Linked DNA regions of Mus musculus: all the other regions are linked to region 5. A link is a contact called in public Hi-C, HiChIP or PLAC-seq and promoter capture Hi-C data. All regions are on one chromosome and are shown on one strand. Each heading gives the region's core, a stretch centred on a gene start, on an enhancer-like site or on the middle of the called end of the contact. The rest is flanking DNA. Distances are from core to core; before and after follow the strand shown. Region 1 has its middle 58 kb from the start of Gm17215. Region 2 overlaps Gm30954 (a long non-coding RNA gene). Region 3 overlaps Gm30954 (a long non-coding RNA gene). Region 4 overlaps Gm30954 (a long non-coding RNA gene). Region 5 holds the start of Efnb2 (ephrin B2).

Region 1 (2,700 bases), core at 201-2,700, 1.3 Mb after region 5:
GGAGTGGGTGGGCAGGGGAGTGGGGGTGGGTGGATATGGGGGACTTTTGGTATAGCATTGGAAATGTAAATGAGTTAAATACCTAATAAAAAATGGAAAAAAAAAATAAAATGAACACCCGGAAGAGATATGCCAGGAGGCTGATTTGTAAGAAGTGGGGGTGGGGGTGGGACTTCTGGTATATTCTTAGAATGATACAGTTCACATCTTTTTTTTTTAATTAGATATTTTCTTCATTTACATTTCAAATGCTATTCCCAAAGCCCTTTATACCCTCCCCCTGCCCTGTTCCCAAACCCACCCACTCCTACTTCCTGGACCTGCCATTCCCCTGTACTGGGGCATATGATCTTCTCAAGACCAAGGCCCTCTCCTCCCATTGATTGCAGACTCGGCCATCCTCTGCTACATATGCAACTGAAGACACAACTCTGGGGGTTACTGGTTAGTTCATATTGTTGTTCCTCCTATAGGGTTGCAGACCGCTTTAGTTCCTTGGGTACTTTCTCTAGCTGCTTCATTAGGGGCACTGTGTTCACATCTTTAAGGTGACATTTTCTGAGATTTTCCAGTAACGTATACCCACATGCCCAGCATTACTACTAGGTTTGGACATATTTTGTATTTCTTGCAATGTAAAACTATAAAAAAAGAAGAAGAAAATATAGAAGGCACGTCTTTCTACTGTTAACTATAGAATGCCATACAGAAATCTTCTCATTCTGCCTCTCCCAGTGTTATCCCGTGTGTTCTTTAAACCTAAAAGTCGTAGTTTAATGTTTGTACGATTCAATGGTGCAGTAGAAAGACTCTCATTTGCTAACTTTAAAATTTTTTTTTCTTCTATTTTAAGGCTTTTGTAAGAAAAAGAGACGTTAAAATGGACATTTAGTATTTTTATCTTTGAGTAAATAAATTACATTCAGCCCAAGCATTATGACGGCTATTAAAGCTAAGAGTTACCATTTCCCACAGGATTTAAACCACTGGAGTCTGGGGCAACATTTATCACTAGGAACAAGAGTTTTACTGAAGAGGAATAAACACATTTACAATGTGTCTAAATAATGTCTGAGGCCAATTTCATTTGCATGCTAGTGACCCCTTCCACTCTTTCTTACAACTTTCCCTTCAACTGCATGATGTTTATTGGTTCATTATTTGTAAAATAGTAAAACCTCAGCTTAAAAAAAATGCATTGTGTCTTTAATTTAAAAACCACCTAAGGGCCCTATGGGGTATATTAAATCTGTCTCTTTGCCGTATATCTTGATGTACATTTTACTTGAAACCAGGTGTTTTGTATATTGAACTTTTTAACACTGCAGGGAGGTAAGTATTCACAGCTGGAGTTTTATGCTTCACACATTTTCATGTTTGAGAACAAGAAGGAACCCCTAAGAAAAACCCCTCCAGCCTGAAGAGAGGCCAAACAAAGCGCTTCTGTATCTAGTGGCAGAACACGGATATGATGAAGTCACTGATAGCAGCCCTGAATGCAAAATAGCTGCCAGGGAAACCTAGACAAAAAGTTTCACGGAATCCAAATGCCCAGGTTCTCAGATCAATCACAAGTGAGGAGGTTGTCACTGCAGAGAGCCACTAAAAGGCAGCTTCAAAGGCTTAAAGAGAGGGGAGACAAGCTTTTGTCCGACAGGCTTTTGTCTTCTCGACCAACATTGGAAGGCAGCTCCCATCGACTGAAAGGCCAAGTTAATCTATTTCTAGTGATCATTGTTCCTCTGTGTTTAGTTAGCCTCAAATCATTAAAGAAAAATAAGTAGGTTGGCATGACCCAAAAAAGTCGTGATTTTTCCAGTGGGGTACATTTGTATAGATTGGATATTTTGCATGTGTTCTTGTGTGAAAGAGAGTAAAGAAGCGTCTCACCCCACAAACAAATGCACCCAGCCCAGTGCTTCTTAGCCCCAACAGTGAGGCTCTGCGTTTGCAGATCAAGACAGGAGAGGATAGCTTCAAATTCAACACTTCGCACTCATAACCGGTTCTCTTCTGCATCCAGTTTCTTCCCTGACGTCTTTGTAACAATCTTACAACATAAAAGTCTTCTGCCACTGTTTCACTAGGCTTCCCAGAGAAATTTGTCATGGTGTTATGGGGGTATTTCTTTCTTTGAGGAGTATAAGAATCACTGAGTGGTTCAGGAGGGTTCTGTGCTGGGAATAAGGGAGGTAGCACTCAGGTGATGATACAAAATCTCTATCACCTGTTATGATGGAATTCTAATGCTGCCTAGACACAGAAAAAAGTTCATTTTAGCTCAGATGGTCTCAGATCAATGTAGACTCTACAGATGCACCTAGCACTCCATAACAAAGCTGCTTACTTAAGATTATCACCCTTGGAGAACAGGCCTATTTACCAGGCACAGGCACAATGCAAACTGTGCCACTTGTGTCTCTAGTTAAATGAGTAACTCCCATTTTGCCCTAAGACCTCAAAGACCAGTATTGCAGAATTGCATTCTGCAAGGGCCCTACAGTGGGAACAATATGATTCCATGCCAAGGGGAAAAAGTATAATAACTGCTTAAAGTTGAAAGAATAATCCACCAAGATTACCAAGAGAGAATATGCCTTAATGTCACCAGTAGGTACAAATGAAGAGTAACCTGCGTATGACAAGAGGGGACCAACCTGAAAAGGAACTTGACAGAACTGCTTGCAGTAGATTGACTGC
Region 2 (2,700 bases), core at 61-2,560, 1.2 Mb after region 5:
ATTTAAGATCATTTGAACAATTTATTGCTCTATGATGATTTTAGAAAAGCCTTGTCCATGATAAAATTAGCAGGTGATTGTCTTTCCTGACATATTCCCCAAATGAGTTTATTACAATTCTTGATATCATAAGAGGCTTCAGGGGAGAATTTAGCTAGGAATCAGACATAGTTCGGTCATAAAGGGGTTCCTAAAGACCTAGAAAAGAAACATCTTTTAAGGACCCAGTTTTTAAAAGAATAATGAACACACAATTTAATGATTATACTTGAGATTAATGTCTGTATAATTTAGGGAACACCCACAAGATGATAACTTGATGTAGACTGACTTTCTGGCAACTCAAAGAGCAGCAGCAGTTTATGAATGATCTTTGTATGTGCACATGCACATCTGTCTGTATGCATGTGCAAGATCTTCAAAAGTCCAGCCATTTTCCAAGCACTAATATTATAAATGACTTTATAAATCCTGAAAGAAAAATTATTCACCAGAATTTTTAGAACCACTTCCAGCAGCATGTCTCCAGAGTCAAATAGAGCTGTCTTCATCATTTTTACATATAGACTTCCTCAAACACTAAAAAGAATGATAATCGCCTAATTATAAATTCACTGTTAATATAGCCTTCGAGCTGAGAACATTTCACTCCAGTAGTTAGTTTAGTCTGTGGTAAATTCTCACTGTTATTTAATGTCATTTATCACCTGCTGTTTTGTCTTACTGAGAACATCCTGCTTGCCCTGTGCTGTCTACAGTACATGGACCTTCTGTGACTTTAATGTACTCTGAACAAAGGCTCTAAAGTGCTGCTATCGGGAGGATTTTGGCAACTTGCCTCAGATATGTTCAAGCCATTTTACTGCCTGTCACTCAGTGCTGTACAAATTGAACTCAGAGGAGAGGTAAAAAGGGTCTATCAGGCACTTTTTTTTCTGGGAAAAATATGCTAATAAAGCGCCCTCAGCAGGAAGCAGTCCGTGTCTGAAAGAGTTTTGTCAACTCTGAATTAATTTTGTGTGTTAAGAAACACGGGGTGCTTCTAGAGCCAGTCTGTGGTAATTAATCCTTCCTGTTTCTGGAAGAACAGAACTGTAATAAATGCAGCCCAGATTTAACAGATGTGTGCACACAATGTCTGCTTTATGAGGGGTAAAACAAAATGATAGGTACGGAACAAAAAAAAAAATGTTGATTTGAAAAAGAAAAAAAGAAAAAGAAAAGAAACTGAAACAGTATGGAAAGCATGAAGCTTGGAATTCCCAGAGTTTATGCAAATACACTCCTCCTTTAAATGTTCACAGACAACGTGGTTTTGAAAACATCTGTCCATAGGATTGAATGCTGTGAGGAGACTGAAAAAGACAGATGTTTCATATTCCTTAGAAATTTAAGAAGAAAAAGAAAAGGCATGCAGACATTCGGAATGGGATAGTGCTTGCCTTTGTAGGTGTGGTTGGTGTTAGTCTGTTATAATTAAATGGTTATTTAATACTGGGATACATTTTTCATTATCTTACCTCTTATATTTTTTCCTGCGTACTTCATTATAGAAGACAAATTCAAATGACTTCATCTGTAAATGCAAAAACAAGACCTGTGCAGTGATGACTTGCATGCTTTTGTGTCTGATTATAGAAGCAAGGTGTGTAAATTGTGCTACTAACGTATACATTTGGTATGTTCAGATACCAGTTTCACATTAAGGTCAATAGAGGCAGGTCAACATGCAATTCATTAAAACAATTCCCTCTTGGATAAAGTGATTTCAGTTTTCAAGTAACAAAACAGTATAATCAGTTTTGGGCATTTCTCTCTTTTTTGTCCTTTTTTTCTTTTTAGTTATAACTTTCTTTTTAATCGTACTGGACTAATTCTGCCTTCATAGCTGGGAATCATCAGTTGCATAAATAGAACAGACTGGAGTGACAGAGATTGTCTGAATGTTCAGGCAATAGCAGTCGTTCTTGATAGGGCATGCTTTAAACAGATCTTAGGACTCCTTTCTTGTTTGTAAAGAAGATATCTGAACATATATGTAAAAACAAAAATCAACATTTTCAGGTTTGATATGAAGGCTATATGATATATTCATTCTTCACTACTTTGCACATAGCCTGCTATAAAGAACACACACACAAACAACTGTTTCCAACAAAATGTATCATTTGTTTCATACAGAAACAGCAGGGTTTTTTTTTTGATTATTCAACATCATCTTATAAGACATGCCTCATAAATTTCTACATCAATTTTACAAGGGAACCTTGTACTGGAGAATTTCTCTTATCATCATTGTACTGGCTAGTTTTGTGTCAACTTGACACAGCTGGAGTTATCACAGAGAAAGGAGCTTCAGTTGAGGAAATGCCTCCATGAAATCCAACTGTAAGGCATTTTCTCAATTAGTGATGAAGGGGGAAAGGCCCCTTGTGGGTGGTGCCATTTCTGGGCTGGTAGTCTTGAGTTCTATAAGAGAGTAGGCTGAGCAAGCCATGGGAAGCAAGCCAGTAAAGAACATCCCTCCATGGCCTCTGCATCAGCTCCTGCTTCCTGACCTGCTTGAGTTCCAGTCCTGACATCCTTGGTGATAAACAGCAGTATGGAATTGTAAGCTGAATAAACCCTTTCTTCCCCAACTTGTTTCTTGGTCATGCATGATCTTTGTGGAGGAATAGAAACCCTGACTAAGACAAATTG
Region 3 (2,892 bases), core at 379-2,878, 1.2 Mb after region 5:
TTTCAATCTCTTGCTAAGCTCCTGTTTACTCTTTCATGTATTGCTACTGAGTTATCTTCCTTGCCCAATGAAAAGAATAAGATTTAATATAAACCAAATAATAAATAAACTGTAAGAATAATAGACATTTATGGAACTTGTATGTGAATCATTACTTCTCTTAATAACACTAATGTTAATTCATATCATAGACTACAGTGAAGGGTATTTAATGATCCAAAACATCTCCTGAGAGTTTTTTATTTTTATTTCTGAAAATACAAATTATCTGGCTATTGTATTTCCTCTAAACTTTTGTTTTCTGTTCCCAAAGTAGTTCTTTTACAGAATATTTTGGCTCTCCTGAATGTCCATTTTAAAGTGGCAACTTAACATATTCTGATATAGGAAAAGCAAAATACTGATATGCAAATGTTACAATCAAGAAAAGTAACTTCAATCCTGGTGTCTTAGTCAGGGTTTCTATTCCTGCACAAACATCATGACCAAGAAGCAAGTTGGGGAGGAAAAGGTTTATTCAGCTTACAATTCCATACTGCTGTTCATCACCAAGGAAGTCAGGACTGGAACTCAAGCAGGACAGGAAGCAGGAGCTGATGCAGAGGCCATGGAGGGATGTTCTTTACTGGCTTGCCTCACCTGGCTTGCTCAGCCTGCTCTCTTATAGAACCCAAGACTACCAGCCCAGAGATGGTCCCACCCACAAGGGGCCTTTCCCCCTTGATCACTAATTGAGAAAATGCCTTACAGTTGGATCTCATGGAGGCATTTCCTCAACTGAAGCTTCTTTCTCTATGATAACTCCAGCTGTGTCAAGTTGACACAAAACTAGCCAGTACACCTGGCTAGATGGTTCATCGGCTGAAACACTTGTCACACAAACCTCATGAACTTGATACCAGTCTTGGAAATTATCAAAAGTCAGGAAGAGAAAGAAGTTTTATATAGTTCTCTATCTTCCACACACATGTCATCTCATGTGTATATCAATGTACACTTGTTGTGTAGACATAGTAGTATTCAAATTTATTGAAAAAAAAGTTTGAGAAAATTAACTGCAGATATGTGTGCCTGAGAATGCATTAACACAAAAGTATGGCCCAGTCCTGCACATCAGCCTATAAGGATATTTCTATTTGTATAATATTGAAACTACCATCCTCACACATAGCAACCTTTATGGTGGCTCTGAGCAAGTGAAACAGCAAAGTCTGAATCCAGCAGTTGGACTTATGCTTGTCCTTTAAATAGTTAAAGTACAGACCCAGCACTTTGCTGGATGAGCTAGCTAGGCTCTGATTTGTCCTATCTCTTCTATCGAAGGTTCCCTAAAGGGCTGTCCATGATTTATCCAACAGTGCCCAAGGAAGATACGTTTTCTCAGCTTGAGAGTCTGTTTGTGAAGGCTGGAATTTATCTTGCTGCCAGATACAAAAGAGGCTGAGAATTCCCAAGTTCTGCATCATCGTGGAGGAGCAAGTGAACTGATTTCTGTGTCAGTTATTCCATTTGCTCCCGGGAGCAATCGTTCTTTCCAGATTCAAGTCCTGTTGACTCCTTTCCAAACCTCAAGCAATTCTTGCCAAGCCATTTTGGAGAGGCGGTTCTTGGAGAACACACAACCATATGGAATGGAACTCATGCTCCATGCCAGCCCACACTGCAGAATTTGCATAATGCAAACCATGGTCCACCCTATTGTAAGAAGGGCTTTGGAAAATATTCATTTCTAGGGACTCCATGCTAAGGTCTAGCAAATTTTCTATACAAACAGCCTCAAAGAATGGCTTGGTAATGAATTGCATCAGTATTCACTAATATTAAGTTCAAAAGGATGAAAGTATGAAGCAGTAGTACAGTGTCGCACCTAAGCCCACTCCTACTGGACATTGTTCATTTCTTGAGGTTCATTCCTTGTGTGTTGCTTGGTCATCATTATCATCCTCAGCTGACTACAGTGCCTATCAATAAGTATATGCTGAAGAAACGTATTGTTGCCCTATTCCCAACAGTTCATTCCATGTTCCTTCAAACTGAGAAAAAAACCCCATAGACAAAGATACAAAGAGATGGTGTGTTTTGGGGGTATAAATCAAAAAAGTTATTTTCAACAGATAGCTGCTAGGAGAAGGAAAATCATTTTTCTTCAATGAAGTGATATTGGATATATCTACAGCACACCAGGAATGGCTCCACACTCAAGAGGAATCATCCAACTTCCATGAGTTTGGATTTTCCTTTGATAGGGAAAACACAATGCTGGATAGGTAAGGAGGTAATAAATTACCTGGGAAGAATGCAGAAGAGGAATAAACATAGTCAAAACATGAATTTTTTGAAAGAATAAAGAAACATTATTTTCCTAAATATTCAAATTCAGAGGAGATTGTCTTGATCATGTTTATAAATATAATATTTGTTCTTCTTCTTAAGGTGCTTTTAGAAGTACTAATCTTGAGACTTTCAATATTATAGTCCCCAGACATAAATTTATATATTATATACCAGTAGCAAACCAATTATCAAGGTGCACAAAATTTTTTTCAATTTATTTTTTGTTTTAATTTATTTATCTATCTATCTATCTATCTATCTATCTATCTATCTATCTATCTATCATCTATCTATTTACTTAATTTTACACTCCAGATTTTATCCCACCCGTGTCCACCCTCTGAATGTTCCACATCTCATACCTCCTCCCCATCTCCGTCCCCAAGAGGATGTCCCCACCCCCAACCCCCCAGCCAATCAGACCTCTGAAATCCCTGGGGCCACAAGTCTCTTGAGGGTTAGGTGCATCTTCTCTGACTGAACCCAGATCCTGCAGTCCTCTGCTGTATGTGTGTTGGGAGCCTCATATCAGCTGCTGTATGCTACCTGGTTGGTGGT
Region 4 (2,700 bases), core at 47-2,546, 1.2 Mb after region 5:
TGCTAATTAAACTCTTTTGGTTTTACTCAAACTACTTTTTAAGCAATGGGGGTAGATAATCACACTTCCTCTTCATCTTTTGAACATCAGATTGTAGGAAATAAAGAATATTATAGGGCTAGGCTGGGTGTGTAGTTGTGATCTCATTAGTCAGGGATGCCAAAGCAACAAGTTAATGACTTTAAGATCAGGCTTCTGTACCTAGAAAGACCAAATTTTGAAAGCAAATGTAAAGGAAATGAGTAGTGTAGAAGTCATTAAGTTAATGGAATCCTTATAATACATAGTAGAATTATTAAAAGAAAATAGTAAATTGCTTAATAACAGGACCAATGTTTTATTAAACCTGTGCAAAAAAAAATTGCCAGCATGTTTTGTAATTGGTTTTTCTCAATTAAAACACACAGACACACACACACACACAGACACACACACACACACACACACACACACACACACACACACACACACACAGCAGAGATAGTAATAAGAACCTTCTACAGTGGTATTGAGAGGCAGGTTTGACAGGTTAGATTTTTCTGTTCATAGTATTTAGTTTGTGCTTGGGAAATGTTTAGATTTATCTGTAATGACTCCAGGAGTCTCATATGGTGAATATTTTCCTTTCCTCTTTTTAATTGGATATTTTATTTATTTACATTTCAAATATTATCCCCTTTCCTGATTTCCCCTCCAGAAACTCCCATCCCATTCACCCTCCTCTTGCTTCTATGAGAGTGAGGAATGCAGGGATGGTTTAATATACAGAAATCCATCAATGTAATCCACTATATAAACAAACTCACAGGAAAAAAAAAACACTATTATCTCATTAGATGCTGAGAAAGCATTTGACAAAATTCAACACCCCTTCATGGTAAGAGCATTGGGAAGATCAGGAATTAAGGCCCATACCTAAACATAGTAAAAGGATATTTTTTCTTAAATAATAGCTAGGGGAAAATCCCTCAAGGTACAGGTCAACAATTTCAAGAAAAAGGAAGCAAACAGTCAAGTCTTGTGTTAGTTGAAGCAAGAGAAAAATGACTTTCTACCTTCAAAGTAATTAGTGAAAGAAAATGATTGCTAAGGCAACCTATCTGCAGCCTGAAAACTCCACAAATATAAAATTTGTCTATGCAGTAAGACGGGGAAAAAAAAAAAAAAAAAAAAAAAAAACCTTCCACATGGAGCATTCTGCAGTTTAAATACTTACCTTTTCTTTATCTAGATCTAGTTAGTGTACAAGATTGCTTTTAGTCAAGAACTGGTCTGGCTAGTTCCACTTCTCATGGTTGATACATCCCTACTCATGTTCATTATGCTAATTGGACTTATTATCTCTTGATCACAACCCAGGTATTTGCCCCACCTTGATATTTAGTTAAGGGGCCATGAGCTAAGAAAACGATGTTTTCAAAAATGTTTCTCAAATTAAGTTCTATGTCAACACAGGAAATGTCCAGTCAAAAGTATTGAAAGTAAATTAGTATGAAATACATATTTATGAAATATGCATTCTTCTGACCCTCTGGACTTCTCTGTCTCTTCCCCTACCTGATCATTAACCGAATTTTCCCCTCCCCTCCTCTTTCCCTTCCCAGTACCTTTTTCTCTCTACTTCTCATGATTATTGTGTTCCCCTTTCTTAGTGGGATTGAAGCATCCACAGTTTTGTGTTCCTTCTAGTTAAGCTTCATATGGTTTGTGAGCTGAATAATGGGTATTCTGAGCTTTGAAGCTAATATTCACTTACAGGTGAATACATACCATGTGAGTCCTTTTGGGTCTGGGTTACCTCACAATTATTTTCTATTTTGATCCTTGCCTACAAAATTCATGAAGTCATTGTTATTAATAGCTGCATGGGGGTGTAGGTTAAAAAGGGGGGCAGGTTCGGGTATGGAAAGATACAGGAGAAAAATATAGATGGTCAAAAGAATGAATGGAAATATGTAGCAGTAGGGAGGTGGGAGGTGGGGGAAGGGGACCACTAGAAAGTCCCAGACACCAGGGAAACAAGATGTTCTCAGGACACAACAGGGATGACATTAGCCAAAATACTCAACAGAGGAGAGATAAAACCTGAAGAGACCAGAGACCATTTCCAGTTGGCCCCCAGTTGAAGGATGCAGCAACCCAACCATCTTCAAAGTTTTTAACCCAGACTTGTTCCTGTCTAAAGGAAATGCAGGGACAAAAATTGGAGCAGAAACTAAATGAAAGGCCATCCAGAGACTGTTCCACCTTGGGAGCCATTACATCTGCAGACACCAAACCCAGTCACTATTGCTGATGTCAAGAAGTGCTCACACAGAGGAGCCTAGTATGGCTATCCCCTGAGAGGCTCCAACATTATCTAAGACAGGTGCAGAAACTCATATTGGACTGAGCATGGGGGATCCATTGTAAGAGTTAGGGGAAGGACTGAAGGAACTGAAGGGGATTGCAACCCTAAGGGAGAAAAACAATACCAACAAAACCACAGAGCTCCTCGGGACTAAACCACGAAACAAAGAGTATACATGAGGGATCCATGGCTCCTGCTACATATATATCAGAGAATTGCCTTAGCTGGCATTAGTGGGAGGGGAAGCCCTTGGTCTTTCAGAGACTTGTTGCCCCAGCATAGGAAGATATTGGAGATATGAGGCAGGAATGGTTGAGTAGGTGGAAAACACCCTCTTGGAGGCCGAAGGG
Region 5 (2,700 bases), core at 192-2,691:
TCAGTCAGGAAGTTAAACATTACTCTGTGTGTGTGTGTGTGTGTGTGTGTGTGTGTGTGTGTGTGTGTGTGTGTGTGTGTGTAACCCTTGTTTAACCTAGCGTGAATCCCATCTCCCCACCCACAATCATATTGCAGGCATAGTTAAAAATAGTAATTACAGAAAAGGGTTTCTTAAAGCTGTATTTTGGTGTGTTCAATACATTGTGTTTTGGTCTTAAACGAGTTTTTCCAAACCAATTCGTAGTTGCAGTATACACTAACTTACATTAAGGTTTTTGAAAGTCAACACTTTTTAAAGCTCGAAATTTGTTTTAAAGAAGGATGAAGGGGGCGGGGGGGGTGTTGGGAGTAGTTAGTAACTAAATCATGGGGCTTGTTTTTAAAGATATCGGTGTGGAAACTGCTTAGTTCCATTTGAAGAAGTTCTGGTATTGATGGACAGCATTGTAAGAAGAGACGTGGTTAATTTTTGCTGGGCCATGGGCTGTACATGGGACTGTGCCTTCCACCTACTTTGTTCTCTCTGATAACGGGCATCTTAAGCAAGTGGTTTTCGACTTGGGAATATCTGGATCCTTAAGATTTGATCCTGTAACCGGTAGGCTTGTTCTGAAGTACGGAGAGGCAAAAGTGGGCGCTAGTGGGCGCTGTGGATCCGTAGAAGTCACAGCCGTGGTTCAGTTTTTCAAAATCGGTCTTGGGCAAGCAACCGAGTATCACAACTGCCACTTCTCTGACTGATAGTTGTCCGGGTCACACCTAACTTCCTGGCCACTGTGGGGTCGCGGGGTGTCCCGGGAGCTAGTGAAGAAAAGTCCTCCCAGACGTTGGTAGTGGAGCTTTGGAGGCGCTGTTCTTGCGGGGAGAGGACCGGAAAGGGAGCGGGCGCACGGAGTTGGGTCTCGGGGTCGGGAAGGGCGGCAGACTGGCTCGCACTGCCGGTGGGCTGCTAAGGCTCTCAGCCTCGTGAGAGTCTGATTTGAGTTGCGTCGGACCGGGCCGGAACACTTGGTGCCAGAATCAAGTTAGAAGGCCCTCAGTTAATGGCTCAGAGGGATCCGCCAAGTACCAGGGCGCCATACGCGCGAGGGGCGGCAGGGAGCGAGCGCCACAAGGCGGAACGCTGCGTCCACCACGTCTCGCCCTATCCTAGCGAGGGCACTCGCCAGCACAGGCACTTGCCGGGCGAGGTGACCCTGCTGGTGCGAGTGGCTAAGAGGCGACCAACCCTGTGCCCGGCGCCCAGCGGGGCTCGTCCTGGGGGCGGGGCTCACCTGTCAGGGGCGCCCTACCTCTGGGTGCCCAGTGTCGGGTAGGGGGCGGCAGACTGACGGGAATGCTGCCCAATCAGCGCGCGCTCGCGGCGCGGCGAGCCAATGGGCTGCGTTTGACTGGGCGGGGCCCCGCGTTTATAGTGCTCTGACAGCGCGCCCGGCGCGCTGACTCTCCGCGGCGGGGACAGAGGCACCGGTCGGATCGCGGAGCTGCGCGCAGAGCGGGTCCTGGCGCCCTCCCCGCACACAAAGGCCCGCGCGCGTCAGACGCCTGCGGGGGTTCCAGTGCTCTCCTGACTGCTTAGTGGCCGCGAGTTGCGAGGATTCAGGAGGCGCCCTTTATCTCTGCGCTCCAGGACATGGAACCGCGCCGACGCGGCGCTCGCTTGCCCGGGCCACTGCCCGCTGTCCTGGATCTATAGTCAGGCGGCCCCTCTCGGGGAGCAGCACCCGCCGCCTCACACCGACTCGTCTCTCCGCTGCGGGCCTTTGTCCCGGCCCAGTGCCCTCGCCGCGCCCGCCCTCCGCGGCTGGCCCGGCACCCTGGAGCCGCACGGGAGCCGACTGTCCCAGCTGCGTCCGGCGCAGCGCCCCGGAGCCCCGAGTCCGCCGAGCCGCCGCGCCCCGCGCGTTCGACCCCACCCCGCGCGCTGAGGGACGCGCAGGGTGAGCGCACCTGGCCTCGGCGACCGCGGGAGCGGCGCGGCGTGTCCGCCCCGGAGGATTGGGGGTCGCTGCCCGCGGCCGGTCCCAACGCGTCCCGGAGTGCGCAGAACTGGGAGCGGCTTGGGCATGGCCATGGCCCGGTCCAGGAGGGACTCTGTGTGGAAGTACTGTTGGGGACTTTTGATGGTTTTGTGCAGAACTGCGATCTCCAGATCGATAGTTTTAGAGCCTATCTACTGGAATTCCTCGAACTCCAAGTAAGTGGTGTCCACGAGCCTTCTCTCTTCCGCGGTGCCCTCGGCCGGCGCCCGGGGTACGCTGTATGGTCCGGGCGGGAGGAGGCCTTGGACCCTGTTTCTAGAACCTGGGGCTCCTGTCCCCTATCCCCCACCCTTCCACATTTCTCTAGGTGGGGACCGGTTGATCTTGAGAGCGCGGGTTCCAAGGGTACTCTAATTAGGCTCCAACCTCAAGTGCTCTAGGAGTCCCAAAGCCCTGGCGACTTGGTGGCATGCCCGGTAAGGTGTCTGATGGCGCTACCCGGCCTCCTTTCTTTTTCGAGGACGGAGGACGTTGCCACTAACGGGGCTACAGACACACATTGGCGGGCTCCGAGAGATGCTGCGCTTGCGAGGAGCGCGGGAGCCACGGGCCGGGGCCCAGCGAGAAGGCGACAAGAACTGAGAGTCTGGGGTGGTGGAGCGTCCCTTAGAGGAAGGGAGCTGGGCCCGGGGCGTCCCTGAGCCGGGATACCTCGG

The links. Promoter capture Hi-C pulls out the DNA fragments that hold promoters and counts their contacts. A called contact is a pair of places that touch in the nucleus more often than the background predicts. HiChIP or PLAC-seq counts read pairs in DNA pulled down with a chosen protein or histone mark.
Region 1: a contact with region 5 is called in a promoter capture Hi-C map of second pharyngeal arch cranial neural crest. The contact joins the enhancer-like site here to the promoter of Efnb2 in region 5. A contact is called at or near these places in 8 of 39 promoter capture datasets (the 3T3-L1 cell line, 3T3-L1-derived adipocytes, cranial neural crest and 5 more), 1 of 484 Hi-C or Micro-C datasets (neural progenitor cells), 6 of 115 datasets of contacts at active chromatin or transcription factors (astrocytes, embryonic forebrain, embryonic limb bud and 3 more) and 1 of 9 other capture datasets (embryonic stem cells).
Region 2: an H3K4me3 HiChIP or PLAC-seq map of craniofacial prominence shows a contact between it and region 5, with 11 times the contacts expected there. The contact joins the enhancer-like site here to the promoter of Efnb2 in region 5. A contact is called at or near these places in 5 of 39 promoter capture datasets (cranial neural crest, frontonasal cranial neural crest, liver and 2 more), 4 of 484 Hi-C or Micro-C datasets (cerebellum, cerebral cortex, cranial neural crest and 1 more), 10 of 115 datasets of contacts at active chromatin or transcription factors (the NIH/3T3 cell line, astrocytes, craniofacial prominence and 7 more) and 3 of 9 other capture datasets (adipose tissue, embryonic trunk and liver).
Region 3: a contact with region 5 is called in a promoter capture Hi-C map of hippocampal neurons, with 8 times the contacts expected there. The contact joins the enhancer-like site here to the promoter of Efnb2 in region 5. A contact is called at or near these places in 11 of 39 promoter capture datasets (the 3T3-L1 cell line, 3T3-L1-derived adipocytes, cranial neural crest and 7 more), 1 of 15 datasets of contacts at CTCF or cohesin (the NIH/3T3 cell line), 3 of 484 Hi-C or Micro-C datasets (cerebral cortex, cortical neurons and gonadal supporting cells), 7 of 115 datasets of contacts at active chromatin or transcription factors (embryonic forebrain, embryonic hindbrain, embryonic midbrain and 4 more) and 1 of 9 other capture datasets (embryonic stem cells).
Region 4: a Hi-C map of epidermal suprabasal cells shows a contact between it and region 5, with 2.9 times the contacts expected there. The contact joins the enhancer-like site here to the promoter of Efnb2 in region 5. A contact is called at or near these places in 12 of 39 promoter capture datasets (the 3T3-L1 cell line, 3T3-L1-derived adipocytes, the HPC-7 cell line and 7 more), 2 of 484 Hi-C or Micro-C datasets (adipose-derived mesenchymal stem cells and epidermal suprabasal cells), 7 of 115 datasets of contacts at active chromatin or transcription factors (the NIH/3T3 cell line, astrocytes, craniofacial prominence and 4 more) and 3 of 9 other capture datasets (adipose tissue, embryonic stem cells and liver).

The regions. Positions count from the first base shown.
Region 1 is chr8:7,321,786-7,324,485 of GRCm38.p6, reverse strand. No RefSeq gene overlaps it. Among named protein-coding and RNA genes, the nearest start is that of Gm17215, 58 kb to the left of the region's middle. Within about 2 kb of position 1,450, at least 18 of the 459 cell types and tissues checked have an H3K27ac peak or open chromatin away from gene starts, as enhancers often do. A contact at or near this core is called in embryonic limb bud, neural progenitor cells, neural tube and 1 more, where this site is marked.
Region 2 is chr8:7,438,706-7,441,405 of GRCm38.p6, reverse strand. It overlaps Gm30954 (a long non-coding RNA gene), which reads left to right. Exons shown (of 7, transcript XR_870116.1): 3 at 1,554-1,645. Among named protein-coding and RNA genes, the nearest start is that of Gm26427, 12 kb to the right of the region's middle. Within about 2 kb of position 1,310, at least 21 of the 459 cell types and tissues checked have an H3K27ac peak or open chromatin away from gene starts, as enhancers often do. A contact at or near this core is called in craniofacial prominence, embryonic limb bud and second pharyngeal arch cranial neural crest, where this site is marked.
Region 3 is chr8:7,468,152-7,471,043 of GRCm38.p6, reverse strand. The region is part of intron 2 of Gm30954 (a long non-coding RNA gene); the gene reads left to right. Among named protein-coding and RNA genes, the nearest start is that of Gm26427, 41 kb to the right of the region's middle. Within about 2 kb of position 1,628, at least 11 of the 459 cell types and tissues checked have an H3K27ac peak or open chromatin away from gene starts, as enhancers often do. A contact at or near this core is called in hippocampal neurons, where this site is marked.
Region 4 is chr8:7,496,912-7,499,611 of GRCm38.p6, reverse strand. All of the region lies in intron 2 of Gm30954 (a long non-coding RNA gene), which reads left to right. Among named protein-coding and RNA genes, the nearest start is that of Gm26427, 70 kb to the right of the region's middle. Within about 2 kb of position 1,296, at least 1 of the 459 cell types and tissues checked has an H3K27ac peak or open chromatin away from gene starts, as enhancers often do. A contact at or near this core is called in epidermal suprabasal cells, where this site is marked.
Region 5 is chr8:8,659,983-8,662,682 of GRCm38.p6, reverse strand. It overlaps Efnb2 (ephrin B2), which reads left to right and starts at 1,441. Exons shown (of 5, transcript NM_010111.6): 1 at 1,441-2,199. The coding sequence starts at 2,069.